Linked DNA regions of Mus musculus: region 2 is linked to region 1. A link is a contact called in public promoter capture Hi-C data. All regions are on one chromosome and are shown on one strand. The core of a region is the stretch at or near the end of the contact, and the rest is flanking DNA. Distances in the headings are between cores, read along the strand shown.

Region 1 (7,193 bases), core at 4,265-6,764:
CATTTATTTTGCCAAGTGGAACTTGATTTTTTTTTTCTTCAGTCTGCCTGTGCCCTTTTTATTTAGGGTGAACAGTGTCTCAAGAAAGTCATAGGACACACCAACACCTGCCTGAAGGAATCACAGAAGGTGCAGTGCCTTTAGACTTACCGTATCAGGACACTCCTAGCCTAGAGCAGGGAAACAATGCAGATTTAAACAATTCAGTGATAAGGGTGAATCATCAAAGGCAGTGCCATCTTGTTCTGACTCCATGTGGGGATTTTAAAACAATTCTCAGCCCTCTATACCCAGAACAGTCATATCTACCTTGGCAATGCAATTGAGATTTCTGACAGATGGACCATGGTCCAGATCACTAACCAAAATAATGTTTCTACAAATTTAAACTAAAGCAACTGAAGAAGGTACAAGTCAAAAGTGACCATCGCATTACATGTAAAATAGTTCCTATGATCTGCCAGAAACGGATGCTTCAAGGTTACTCTGACCTTCGTTTAACTTCGAGGTAAATTATGATCTTAGTGGTTTTGCCTTTCAAAACATTGTATTCCTGAGCTTTGGCAACAGGAAACATGGAGGCATGAGCCTATTTTTGGTTGCTGGCTAATAAAGGACTCATACTTTTAATTGGCTTAATCAGTGTGGTTGTCTGTATCTTTCTCAAGTAGATTATTACAAGAGGAATCTGATGTGTCATATCTTTTGGCTAAAGAGTTCAGAATAGGAGTGCTTTGGACAAGATTGGCTCTAGTGACTCATATTATAGGACTCATGTCTTTGTCTCTGTATTTTGAGATACTATTGACTCTTGGTACCACCAGGTTTTTCCATTTGAAGAATCAATTAACCACGGTTCAAAAGTATTCTTTAAATGTTTCTTCTGAGACAGGGATGGTGGTTCCTGCCTTTAACCTCAGCATTGAGGTAGAGCATAGGCAGGCAGACCTCTCTGAGTTCTAGGCCAGCCTGGTCTACAAATTAAGTTCCAGGCCAGTCCGAGCTGCAGTGAGACACAGTCTCAAAAATAAATGATCAAATAAATAAATGATAGACAAATAAGTTTTCCATTTGTAGTGGACATATGTGTACTTTTCCTTACACCATACACTGTAACATCTGTTGACAGCAATTACATTGTATTGTTATTAAATGTAACTAGGGATGGATGGAAGTCTGAGGGAGGATGTGCATCTCTCAGACTCAAACACTTCAGCATCTTATATTGTACTGCCCAAAGTAACTTCCTTTTGTCCTAGTGTTAGCTCAGCCAACCACTTCCCACCCCCGGGCCAACCACATTCTCTGTGCAGACGATTCTCACGCTGCCACATCTGTAGCTTCCAGAGGTAGAGGTCTGTTGTTTTACAACATAAAACAAACTGCTTTTAATCAGTTGACCTGAAACCTTTAAAACATTCACACACACACAGCCTGCCTCTAGTACAATGTTAATTGTGGGTTTTGACCTTATAAACCCTAACCCTGCCTTGGTTTGGGGCTACGAGTTCTTTGTGAGCAGAAACCTCTCAGGAGCCAGGACTCCCATTGGCCTTACACATGTGGTCTGTAAGTGCTAGGTCTGGTGTTCTAGTCACACTTCTTGAGAGAATTAGGGCTTGGGGGGAATTCCCACAAGCCCATACTGCCCCTGCCTCTTCTGGGATTACCTGCTTGCCTTTTCAAGCCACACAGTGAACCTGCACACATTACCAAGTGCTTTGCTTCTTAACAGCTGTACACATCTAATAGATTATTACATGTGCTACAGAGAAGCAAGGTTTCCCTAGTGTACTATAGTTTAGCAGAAATGGTGGTGGTATGTTCTTTTCTGAAACAGCAAGCTTGTTTGGGTCTTAGGAATTTTGCTGTAATTATGACTCCTCTGGCCCTGCCAGTCGTTCTGGAACACAACTCTCCTGCCTGGCTCTAAACAGAAACAGATGGTTGTTGTCCAGGTCAGGATATATAAGCAGTAAACAAGGCCACCTGCTACCCAACCCTGTAACTTCTACCCTGTCCTGGGTCTCATCCCTGGGGAAGGTTGCTTTCATCACATGTCTGGACCTTAAAGTTGCCATTCTCAGAACTGGAGAGATGGTTAAGAGCATTGCCTGCTCTTCCGGAGGACCAGGGTTCAATTCCCAGCACTTACATGGCAGCTCGAAACTCTCTGTTACTCAGGTTCCAGTGGATCTAACTCTCACACAGATATGCAGGCAAAATACCAGTGTACATAACTTTTTAAAATTTAAAATAAATATCTTTTTCTGTATCCACCTGGCCCCTCAGAGCCAACGATCTTTACCTTCCTGAAAAAGAAGCCTGGAAATGGGGACAGGGCTAGTTAATGAGGACTAGACTGCCTCAAAGACTCAAACATTTTTGAACCCCACACTCACAGTGCTGACGGAGCACAAGGGGCAATACTGGCTAACTAATGCCTGGATGATCAGCTGCCAGGAAACGTATGAGAACCTGCACATTCACCTGGAAGTACTGTGTACCTCAGACCTCAAGACCCAGTGTTGTTGGTCTAGACCATCAAGACCATGACTGCATCAGTTGTGGGGGAGGTATTCTCTAACCAATTAGCCCCTGAATGCTGGGTATTTCACCAATGGTGGCAGCTTTGTGAAAGAGAAAGGATATCTTTCGGGGTACTCCATGGTCAACTTGATTTTCATCATTGACTTGAAATATCTGCCAAAGGCATAACTTCTTACTGACCTGGGCCCTGCTACTACAGCTGAGGTGTATGTCAATATACACACGGACTCTTAAATATGCCTTCCACCCTCCACATACATGAGCCTTATAGAGCAAAAAGTGCCTAACTAACTCAGAAAGAAAAGATATAACCCGTGGCAAAGAAATCCTTGAATTCATGCCGGGAGTGGTATCCAGGCACTCGAAGGTGAAGGCAGAGGCAGGCAGGTTTCTGTGAGTTTGAGGTCTGCCTGGTCTACATAGTGAGTTCCAAGACAGCCGGAGCAATATTGTGAGACCTTGTCTCAAACAAACAAAACCAAGGCAAACATAAGAAGAAATCCTTGAACTCTTAGATGCTGTATGTCACCTAAAGAGGTGGCAGTTGTATGCTTTGGAGGGCATCAAGGGAAGAAACTAAAGAAGACTGAGAAGTGAAGCTTGCACCTTCAAGGGAGCAGTAGAACCTAGAGCTGTGCCTTATGCACTGATTTAGGCCAGTGGCAGAATGGGAGCCTAGCTACTCACATCCTTAACACTCAGTATCAGACTGAAAGTGGAATCTGTCTCCCACATGGATGGTGGGGATTTGAAAATGGCTAATTCCTGAGGCCATAGTCTCAGGTCTTGTCAGTTACACCAGAAGACCCACCTTATCTGGGAAGCTCATAAAGGCCTATTAAGCTGACTTTTGTACATCCTTTGACTCTCCAGCACAGCCCAGGTGGTATACAATGTGAAATGTGTATCCAAAATAACCTGAGTTGGGGACCTAATGTCTCTTCAAGGGTACAGAGTGTTGGAGAAACCCCATTTGAAAACACAGTTGTGGACTTCACTAAGTGTCCCCCGGTTGGGGACCAGTTGTTGCCAGTTGCTTGGGTATCAGGTCTCGCCCTGCTAGTCACATAGGGTTCTCCCCTTGTCCTTTATGGACTCCTGCCTCCCCTTATCAGAGCATACAGGGGTTGGGCAACATTACCCTGAGACAACAAATGCAGGCTCTTGGCTCATCCCTGACTACTCTATACCATCCAAGCAGGGAGTGGTTGCCCACCCGCTTGACCACAGATGAAGATGCTATATGAGCAAAAGAATGGGATGTCCAACCCCTAAAGTCCCTTTGACCATAGTAATGCCCGGTCAACTTATAGAGAACCATATGTGGGTCTATATTGGGAACAAGATAGAGGTTTACTGGTGAGTACGTGTGCAAAGAGTTCTTGTTATGACTAGATATGCCACTAGTACTGGTGTTTCTGCCCCCTTTGGAGCTGTGGTTCATTGACCACTTGGAAGGATGAAGATAAAGCAGTATTCCTCCAGAGGGTAGTGCCATCTCCAACTGTAAACCAGGAACCTATAATCTGGTTAAATATCCTTGTTGGTGACCGTTTCCTGTCACCAACCCACCAATTCCTCAGCTCCAAAACCTACGAATCCCTGAGCACAAACTCTCACCAGTCTTTGAGTTTGGCTTGAAATCTCACTAATCCTCACCGTGGAAATCTTTACCCTGGAAAACTCCTTCCCCATGAAACTCTGTATAAGCCTGTCTCCTCACCAATTCCCTGCTGCTTCTCCCAGGAGAGGCAGCACCCTCTGTTATCTCTCCCAATCTCTTGAGTGACGTTTGATGTGCCATGTGACTTTGTGGCATTCCTTGGCTCCAGACTGCCAGGATAACTTTCCCTTCAGCTGTCACACTTACACACAAGCAACCTCTCCCCTCAGAGCTGTAATACTTCCATTGGAGAAGTCTTTCCGGAGCTGTAACACATTCATTGGCATTGCCCCCTCGGAACTGCAACACTTGTATTAGGGAAAACTTGCCCCTTAGAGCGGTAACACTAACACCCTGGATCCCGGTTGCTTTCAAGAGTCTCCCTCTAAAGCCTCATTGCCTGAGGCCTTTCATTCATCTTATGAAGTGATACAAAGTAACCTTTTTCTCATCTTTGCTACAGCACTAGAAATCCTAGGAAAGAAATTAGTTCCGAGCCAAGCAGGAACCTAAAGTGTGCTGTGCTATCTATCAGAACCCCTTAGCCTTAGATTACCGAGCTTGCTTCAGAGGGAAAGTTTAACCTGAGTTTAACTGTTACAGATAGATGATGGTCATATAAGAAACCAAAGATGGAATGAGAAAAATCACTGCTTCAGTCTAGACCTGGGGAGCCTGGAAATCCGAGGAATTGCTTGGTGTTTAATTTTCAGCTTTAGAATTCAAAACCTTCCTAATGTTACACTTTGACTTGGGAAACTGTCCAGCACTAAGCTGTTAGTTCTCAGGCATTGTGTATGTTCAGAAATGAGCACAACCTCAGATACAGAAGGGTTTCTGGTCGTTAGATAAAAGCCACCATTCCTAGGAACTTATAAAACGAGTTCCCCATCCTTCAAAAGGAGTCATTTTCCCTTGCCTTTGGAAGAAAGTATGGCTCTCTAGTGACATGTTCCGGAAGTGGCAATGGAGCCGTGTCGGAAGTATGTGGCTAGGTTTAAAATAATGTTCAGTCATTCTAAGCAAAACTGGGCCCAGAAATTTTGTGCTTAAGTGTTATTCTTTCCTTTCTTCGTTATTTCCATTTAACATGAGACGAGATTTCCCAAGTGCACTACAATGAAAGGCGAGGGAGGGGACCTGACTTCCGGCGACTAGCGGAACTGTTTCCATGGAGACAGGAGGGGGTGCCTCAGCCAGGTAAGATCTCGCGGCGCTTGGCCGGCGGAAGTGACACAACCTGCCTCCAGGCTTTAGTGGGTCGCCGGGCCCCTCCTCCTAGAGCAGTCGCTTTTTCCCGCGCGAGCTTACCTCTGTTGCTCGGGCCACCAGCGGGGGGAAACATGGCGTCTGCTCTGGAGCAGTTCGTGAACAGTGTCCGACAGCTCTCAGCTCAAGGTGAGGCCTGGGCCGCAGAGCTGGCCCGGTATGCCCTGGCACCGGTGCGGATTTGGGACCGCCCTTCGCTCTCTAGCCTCTCCCCCTGGACCTGCTCAAGCCTTGGTGCTTAGGGTAGGAGCGCACGGCCGAGGGGAGCAGTCCTCGTGCTGTCGTGCGCCGTCGTCCTTGCCGTCGCCTTCCCCTGCCTCGGGCCCCGGAGACTTTCCTTCCCCTCCCCCTCCAGCACCCCCCCTCCGGGCCCCAGCCACGGGGCGCCGCTTGACAGTTTGGGGGCGTGACTTCCGGTAGGGGCATTCCGGAGCACCCATTGGTCCCTTGGCCATCACTGCTTTTTGGTGATTGGTCTAGCGTCCTGTCCGTCCTGCCGGTCTGCCCCCCCGCCCCCACCAGGCCCTTCTAGCGGCTGGAGGGGAGTCTTTTCTAGGCTCCTTGGCTAGAAGGCGTGAGTCTTGGCTGGCCAGCGGCGCACGCTCGGAATCCTCCGCCCCTATTTTGGTCGAACCGAGCTCCAAGGGAGCTTTCAGTAGTCGGACTACATCTCTAGGGCGTACAGTTGTTACTTTATTTCCCCCCCTTAATTTGCATACCGTCTGGTCCATTCATCTCGTCACTTGAACACACCCATAATCTTGAGCCAGAAGAATGTGACCTCTCTTTAATAGAGTTAAGGGAATGGAGTGGAGAAAGCATGTTAGAAATGCTTTTGACATGTGGAAATTCCGTGAGGTTAGGCTCGTTTCTTCATCTGTAGAAAAAGAGAGGTATGAGGTGTGTCCGGGTAGTTGTCCACCTAACTCTTGTAAGGTTTAAATGATGACACCATGCAAAATAAATGGTAATTCTCGTTTTCCTTGTCAGTGATAGACTTAAGCTCACAGGCCAGATAGACACCTGTGAGTGATTTTTTTTTTTCTTTAAATAAGTCATTCATCCATACGATACAGGTAGGACTAGTTAAGTAAGGAGTGAGCATAGGCGTGCACTCCTTTAGTCCCCTAACTCTGGAGGCTGAGTTAGGTGGATCTCTTGAGTTCAAGGCCAGCCAGCATTACACAATGAGAACCTTGTCTCTAAATAAGTTAATTAAGTGGAGCTGGAGAACAGCTCTCAGCATGTACTACTCTTTCAGAGGACCAGAGTTCAGTTCCTGGCATTGTTAGTGGACACCCAACCCCTTGTAACACCAGCTTCAAGGGACCCAAAACCTAACATCCTCTTCTGTCTCTTCACGCACCTTCACTTACATGCACATAACCACATACAGACACAGAAAATTAAAATTAGACAATTACAGCACAGCCGTACAAATGGATTCCTATGCAGCTGTGGGAAGAAAAGTGCATATACTTTTTGCAAACTGAAAAGGAATCTGAGGTCATCATTAAATAGCAGAAAGATGCTTAATAGTGTACACAACACAGTGCCATCTATGTGAATAAATAGACTGCATGGCGCATGGGTGAGTATTCCTATTCATGTGGACTGTCTTTAGATCCTTAAGGTGTTCACTGGTAACACTGGGTTGCTTCTGAGAAAAGAATGAGGCTAGCTGGAGTATAGACTCTGGATGGGAGAGGGT
Region 2 (6,589 bases), core at 1,142-3,641, 1.5 Mb before region 1:
TTGTCCCCTGTGAGTATCTCCTGGAGCAATGAAAGTAAAAAGATAATATTGGAGTCACTTCTGCCTATTTGTATGGGAGAGACCTAGCAAGGTCCTATGGGATAGACTTAGGTCAAGCAGAGGACACTTCTGAGCATGTACAAGTCTTGTCTTGTATGAACCTAATGGTGGACGGGAACTTCTGGACAGACCATGTCAGTGTAAAGAGATTTCAGAGGGCAGAGCTCATTGCAAGTCAGGTGGAGGAGTGGGTCGGTGTGACTTGGCAATTTTGATGGATTTGTTATGTTTTTCTCTACAGTGCCTTATCTGAAACAAATAAAAACGACTTGAAGGAACATTAATGGTCATTTAAAGGGAAAGCAGACCTTCCCCTGCAGCATCGCCCTAAGATGCTTGCTTGCTTGCTTCCTTCCTTCCTATCTTCTTATCTGTATGTCTTTCTTCCTTTCTTCCTTTCTTCCTTCCTTCCTTTCTTTCTTTCTTTCTTTCTTTCTTTCTTTCTTTCTTTCTTTCCTTCTTTCTGTCTGTCTGTCTGTCTGTCTTCCTCTTTCTTTCTTTCTTTCTTCTTCTTCTTTCTTTTCTTTCTCTCTTTCTTATAACAACTTTTTTCTTGAATTAACTTTCTCCTAGCAACAATCACAAATAATAACCACCACCATCTGTACATATGAAAGTAAGAATCCTTTCAAGCTACTCACTAAGACCCCTTTTCCCCACAGTGTGTCCTGAGAGCCATGGAGAAATTATGATGACGGATCTTGAAAAAAAAGACGAGACTCAGTTGGACCAGCCGATGAACCAGCAACAAGCTTTGCCTATCCGTCCAAAGGACAGCAATAAACTGTCTGGGAAACAGTTGGCCTTACGGAGAGGACTCCTGCTCCTAGGGGTAGTCTTAGTCTTGGTGGGTGGGATTTTAGTGAGAGTCTATATCAGAATTGAATAATGTGGGAATGCCATCAATCCAGCAACTTGGGTGCTCCTCAGTCTGTGAAGTTAATGCTGAACAAATCCACCCCACATTGAAACATCAGGGCTGGGGATACTGCAGACAGCAATATGTTCAGCATGTTCTGGGCCCTCTAACATAAGTTCTCTCTCTCTCTCTCTCTCTCTCTCTCTGTATGTGTCTCTCTTTGGGTGTGTGTTTGAGAGAGACAGAGAGAGGGAGACACCCCCCCAAGAGATATAAACAGAAAGACAAAGAGACATAGATGAGACAGAGGCAGAGGAGATGCTCTGGAGTGGACAATGCCTGCAATATACTTACCTACCAAATACCAGTATTCGAAACATTGTACCAACCGGAATGTTGATTTTGCACCCCTGGGATTGCAGGGAGTCACCTGGAGACTCTAGCTCACTGCCACTGTCCCCATGTTTCCAAAGGATAGTGTCACACATTGTGAACCCAGGAAAAGCTCCCCGTTCAAAAACAGTCTCTTCTGAATGCGTGTCACTTTTGCATCAATGTTAAAGTTGAGCCCCTGGAAAGTGAATCACTGTTTAAGTCTGGGCCCACGTGCAGTTTTGAACATAGAGACAATTCAGAGCCAGTCATTATAGTTAACAGAATTCAACTGTGCCCATGGGAATTATGAACTGAGAATTCAAAAATTTTGTTTCTCTAATAAATAAGGTAAACACCATATAGTGCAATGTGGGGGAGACTATGGGGGAGTATTAATTCATCTGCCACTGTCAAACATGCACTGCTGTCTACTGTCTTCATTCCGGGCTGGAATTCCTATTTCTTCTGCCTATTGTTTTCTATGCTACAAAACTATATCTGAACTGCTTCTATATTCTTGCTGTGTGACTTCTATTAAATACATTTTATGATATGTCTCTGGGCTGTAGATTATTATTCCGTGAGCAAACAGCGTTTATAAATCATCAGAGGAAGCTCAGATTCCCCTGGGAGAGGGGTGCAGGCAACGGGAGGTCTCTGGAGCTGTAAAGCGATGAAGACCCAGAGTGACAATCCCCCTGGTGGTGGCCATTGGACAAAGCTTGAACAAAGTCGAAGCCCAATTCTTCCAGCCTCTGAAGGGTTGATTAAGTACACACGGATAATTCAGCAAACTTCCAAAGTACAGAAAATGAACACAATTAGAAACGTCAGTCACTATGAGTGTAAAACGGCTCAATTTATTTTTTCTTTTGGTGGTTGGGGCTGGGGTTGGAGTCTGCTACAGGCAGGCATTCCTCATTGAGCTACACCAGCAGCTACACAGTGGCGTTTGGATGGGACCACCTAAACCATCCCTCAGCTTAATTCTTGTTGTGTCTATAAGCACCCAGGCCGAGGCTTGTGCCGCGCGCTGCGCTCGGCGACGGTTGGATTTGGACGCGGCGCCCGGGGCGGGGTGGCGCGTGGGGCGGTTCCCGCCCGGCTCCCTGCACTTCGCAGTGGCTACTCGACTCACGGCTCCACGTGTGGATCGCGCCACTATCTGAGCCTGTGCCATGGAGCCGGCCGAGGACAGCCTGGGAGCCACCATCCAGCCCCCGGAGCTGGTCCGCGTCCCACGGGGGCGCAGTCTGAGGATCCTGCTGGGCCTTCGAGGAGCGCTGTCCCCCGACGTGAGACGGGAGGCGGCCGCGCTAGTGGCGCTCGCGGGCCCGGTGGTGAGTTGGACCCCGAGCTGCGGGCGCGGGGCGACCTCAGGCGGCCCGAGAGTGACCGCCTCTCTGCTCCTTGCAGTTCCTGGCGCAGCTGATGATCTTTCTCATCAGCATCGTCAGTTCCATCTTCTGCGGACACCTGGGCAAAGTCGAGTTGGACGCCGTGACACTCGCTGTTTCCGTAGGTGCTAACTGTTTCAGCTGATGATGTGGTAAAGCCGGAAAGCTTTAATGTGTTTTTATTTGTATAGCGCTGGAAATGGCCTCAGTGCCAAGAATCCGAATTAGAACTGCAGGGTCTGGGTCTGACCCACCGTGCTACTATGATCTTCAGATTTGGGAAGAGAGCGAGTTCAGAGTAAATCCCCGCTTCACCCCCTCCCAACCCCCAGGCACTGCGTCCTGGGGGGACATGAAAGGAGTGTCCCAAGCAGACCACATGGTGCACAGCTACCCTAAATGAACTTTGTGTCCCCACTTCTGAAACCAAACCACCAAAGCTATTAGTTACACGGTTCATTAAGATTGCATGTAAAGTGTCTTTCTTCCTCATGGCTTGCAATCCCGCGTCCTTAGAAGCCTCTCTCCATCTGCTAGCAAGGTAGTGGAAAGCAGCTCGCTTGCATTTGATCCTCACTTTCAGACAGGAGAGAAACTCTTCCTCCAAGGGAGGTGATGGCGACTGGGTCCTCCCCTATTTCCGAAAGTGTCCCTTCTGCCCGCTAGGATGTTGGAATGCCCTGTGCAATAGTGGAGGTCCGCAGTTTCTCTTTCAGTATAATGGAGGAGAGAGACCTGGCGCTCGCTCTCTCTCTCTCTCTCTCTCTCTCTCTCTCTCTCTCTCTCTCTCTCTCTCTGTGTGTGTGTGTGTCTCAGTTTATGTATGGATCTATAACTGTACTGTCAGAATTATAGTTTTAGTTTTCTCTCTCTCTCTCTCTCTGTGTGTGTGTGTCTCAGTTTATGTATGGATCTATAACTGTACTGTCAGAATTATAGTTTTCTCTCTCTCTCTCTCTCTCTCTCTCTCTCTCTCTCTCTCTCTCTCTCTCCTCTTTCTCTGTTGTTGTTGTCTGGCAATTTCCTTTCCTTTTCCTGTTATGTCTCTAGAGTTTCGATGTAAAAACAACAGGAATAAATGCGACCCACAGTGAGACAGGAGGCTTGGCGGTGGTCCGTGGGAGCACCAGTGTGTTCTACAGACAGGGCTTTCTGCAGATAAGGGCAGGACAGTGAGAGCCACTGTCAGCCCTTCATAAATGAGTCAAGGAGATATGTTGCTTTTAGTGAATGTTACCTTGTAACTAATTGTTGGGAAGGTAGTGGCCCAGTGGTTAGATATGTTAAGTTTTATACATTTTGTTTTTGAAACAGGGTCATGCTCAGTAGTCCAGGCTGGCCTTGAAGTTTCAATATTCTTGCCTCCATTGGAATTACGGGCCTAGTCATTTTTGTCTCATCTTTTGTTGTAATGCTGTTCCTGGTGAGAGAGAGAGAGAGAGAGAGAGAGAGAGAGAGAGAGAGAGAGCTCTGACTGTGCTCAGTCTGGTAGAAGCTTGAACAAACCTGGGCTATAGAGGATGACTGGTATTCTAAGCCAACCAAAGGCAGTTAGTTACAACAATAACAACAACCAACCAAACAAACAAACAAACAAATAACAGAACAAAGACACTCTCATGTGTCAAAGTAGGGCAGGGGTGGTATACACCTTTAGTTCCAACCCTTGGAGGGAGGCAGGCAGGCAGGTCTCTGAGTTCAAGGCCAGCCTGGTCTACAGAGCAAGTTCCAGGACAGTCAAAGCTACACAGAGAAACTCTGTTTAGAAAAATAACTTTTTGTTTGTATGTTTGTCTGAGACATGTTTTGTTTTGTTTTGTTTTGTTTTGTTTTGTTTTGTTTCTGTGTAGTTCTGGCTGTCTGGGAACTCTCTGTAGAGACCAGGCTGGCCTCGAACCCCGAGATCCACCTGATTCTGCCTCCTACTGAGTACTGGGATTAAAAGCACACACTACCACTTTTTATAAAGTGAGGTACTTCCTCTTTCCCTTTCCTGGATTGGTTGATCAGTGTGTGCCTCACTGCTGGGTCCCTTGTGCCATGTGCCCTCTGGGTTTCCTGTCTGGTGGGGTAAGTTTAGGGGACTCCATATGTGGCCTGCTACTGACCTCCCGAGGATGTAGGTCTCCGGGCCCATTGTTAGTATCTCAGAGCATTGCTGAGGCAGAGCAGTTTATAAGGAAAGGGTTTCTTTAGGACATTTGAGAGCATGGTACCAGCTTCTGCTGAGATCCAGGGGGAACCTCGGAGCTCCATCATCACATATAGATGGCACCATGGCTTCTGGTAGGAGCCAACAGTCACACAGCGAGACTGAAGGCAAGAGGGACTCAGGTACCTGGCAAACTTCGTACAGTTTGTTCTCAGGGGAACAAATTAGGTCCCGGGATCTCACAGAGCCCAGCCTGACCTCAAACTTGCCATGTTGTAGCAGGGTAGCTCCTCCTGCCTTCACCTTTCCAGGGCTGGGGTTACAGGCATGTGTCACCGTGACCAGTGTCACCATGGCAGTGCTGGCTTGGTGTATTCTAGACAAGCACTCTACCTACTGAGCCCCGTGAGAACTATATTAGCCCCATCTTAGGCCAGCATCCCAGTGACTTAGCCACCCTTCACTAAATGTCACTTCTTGAAGGCCCCACTACCTCTCAGCTACACCACACTGAGGACCAGGCTTTCAGCATATAAACCTTTGGAGACCACATTTCATTAGCCAAAGCACTGGATCAGAGAGCAGGTAATTTACCTGGAGTTGATACAGCTGCTATGTGTGAGACCCAGGATGAAGACCTGCACCTCTCTCTCCTCTTAGCACACTCGCCCGACCCCTCGTCCTGTGGCCTAACCTCTGGGTAGTTGGGGAGTGACGAAATCTACTCGAGAGGGAAGCAAATGCCAGCTCCTTACCAGACTACTAAAATCTGAGGTTTGCTGTAAGACCTCATAGCTTCAGGTCATGCCAAGTAACCTAGGTGATGCAAATAAGAATAAGTTTCTGTCACTCAGGCTTCCCCTAAAATGTGAAACTATAATCCTATGTACACGTGACTTTGGACAGTGCCTGGTCATAACATCATATACATGAAGAGCCTGGCACATAGTATATGTTCAATAAACATTGGGCGTTGTTTGCGTGTGCGCGCATGTGTTTGCATTGAGTCCAGAGGAGGAAGAGAGGGTCCTGCTCTCTCCCTCTCCACCATACTCTTTTGAGGCAGAGTCTCTTACCAAACGTGGAGCAGTATTTCAGCTGGGTTGGAGGACGGTCAGTGAGCTCCAGGGTCTGCCTGTCTTCCCAGCACCCAACCCCCTACCCTACCAAGTCCCAGAGCTGAACACGTATGCAGTTTTTACAGGGGCTCTGGGGATCCAGACCCAGGTTCTCATAATTGCTAGCTGGATTTTTGAATAGATGTTTTTCTTTCTGCAGCATGCATGCACAAACACACACACACACACACACACACACACACACACACGAGCACCTAGCACTGCTATTTTTTGAGTGGATATCCTCTGGCAGATGAGGTACATGGTCTTTAGACAATAAGAAAACCTTTTTGTTTATTTTACTTTTTAATTTTTTAAGATGGGATTTGACTCTGTTGTTACTAAGACTTCTCTTGAGTCCCTTGGGCTCAAGTGATTCTTTTAGCTCAGTCTTGTGTGTGGTTGGGACCGCAGGACATGCCACAGTGCCTGGCTTTACTTCTCTAAAGCAGAAGCTCGTTCACGCACACTATGTTTAGGAAACCTAGGCTGGCTGGCTGTGGCTGACCACTCCTTTAATACCAGCATTTGGAAGCTAGAGGCAGGAAGATCTCTGTGAGTTCCAGGATATCCAGGGATAATTAGAGAAACCCTGTTTCAAGAAAAGAGAAGAGAAGAGGAGAGGAGA

Evidence for each region. Promoter capture Hi-C pulls out the DNA fragments that hold promoters and counts their contacts.
Region 2: a contact with region 1 is called in a promoter capture Hi-C map of liver, with 2.1 times the contacts expected there. The contact joins the promoter of Slc47a2 here to the promoter of Cops3 in region 1. A contact is called at or near these places in 3 of 39 promoter capture datasets (cranial neural crest and liver).

The regions. Positions count from the first base shown.
Region 1 is chr11:59,838,088-59,845,280 of GRCm38.p6, reverse strand. It overlaps Cops3 (COP9 signalosome subunit 3), which reads left to right and starts at 5,514. Exons shown (of 12, transcript NM_011991.1): 1 at 5,514-5,611. The coding sequence starts at 5,557.
Region 2 is chr11:61,338,662-61,345,250 of GRCm38.p6, reverse strand. It overlaps Slc47a2 (solute carrier family 47, member 2), which reads left to right and starts at 2,391. Exons shown (of 17, transcript NM_001033542.2): 1 at 2,391-2,634; 2 at 2,711-2,812. The coding sequence starts at 2,473. Slc47a1 (solute carrier family 47, member 1) reads left to right here. Exons shown (of 17, transcript NM_026183.5): 17 at 723-1,851. The coding sequence ends at 949.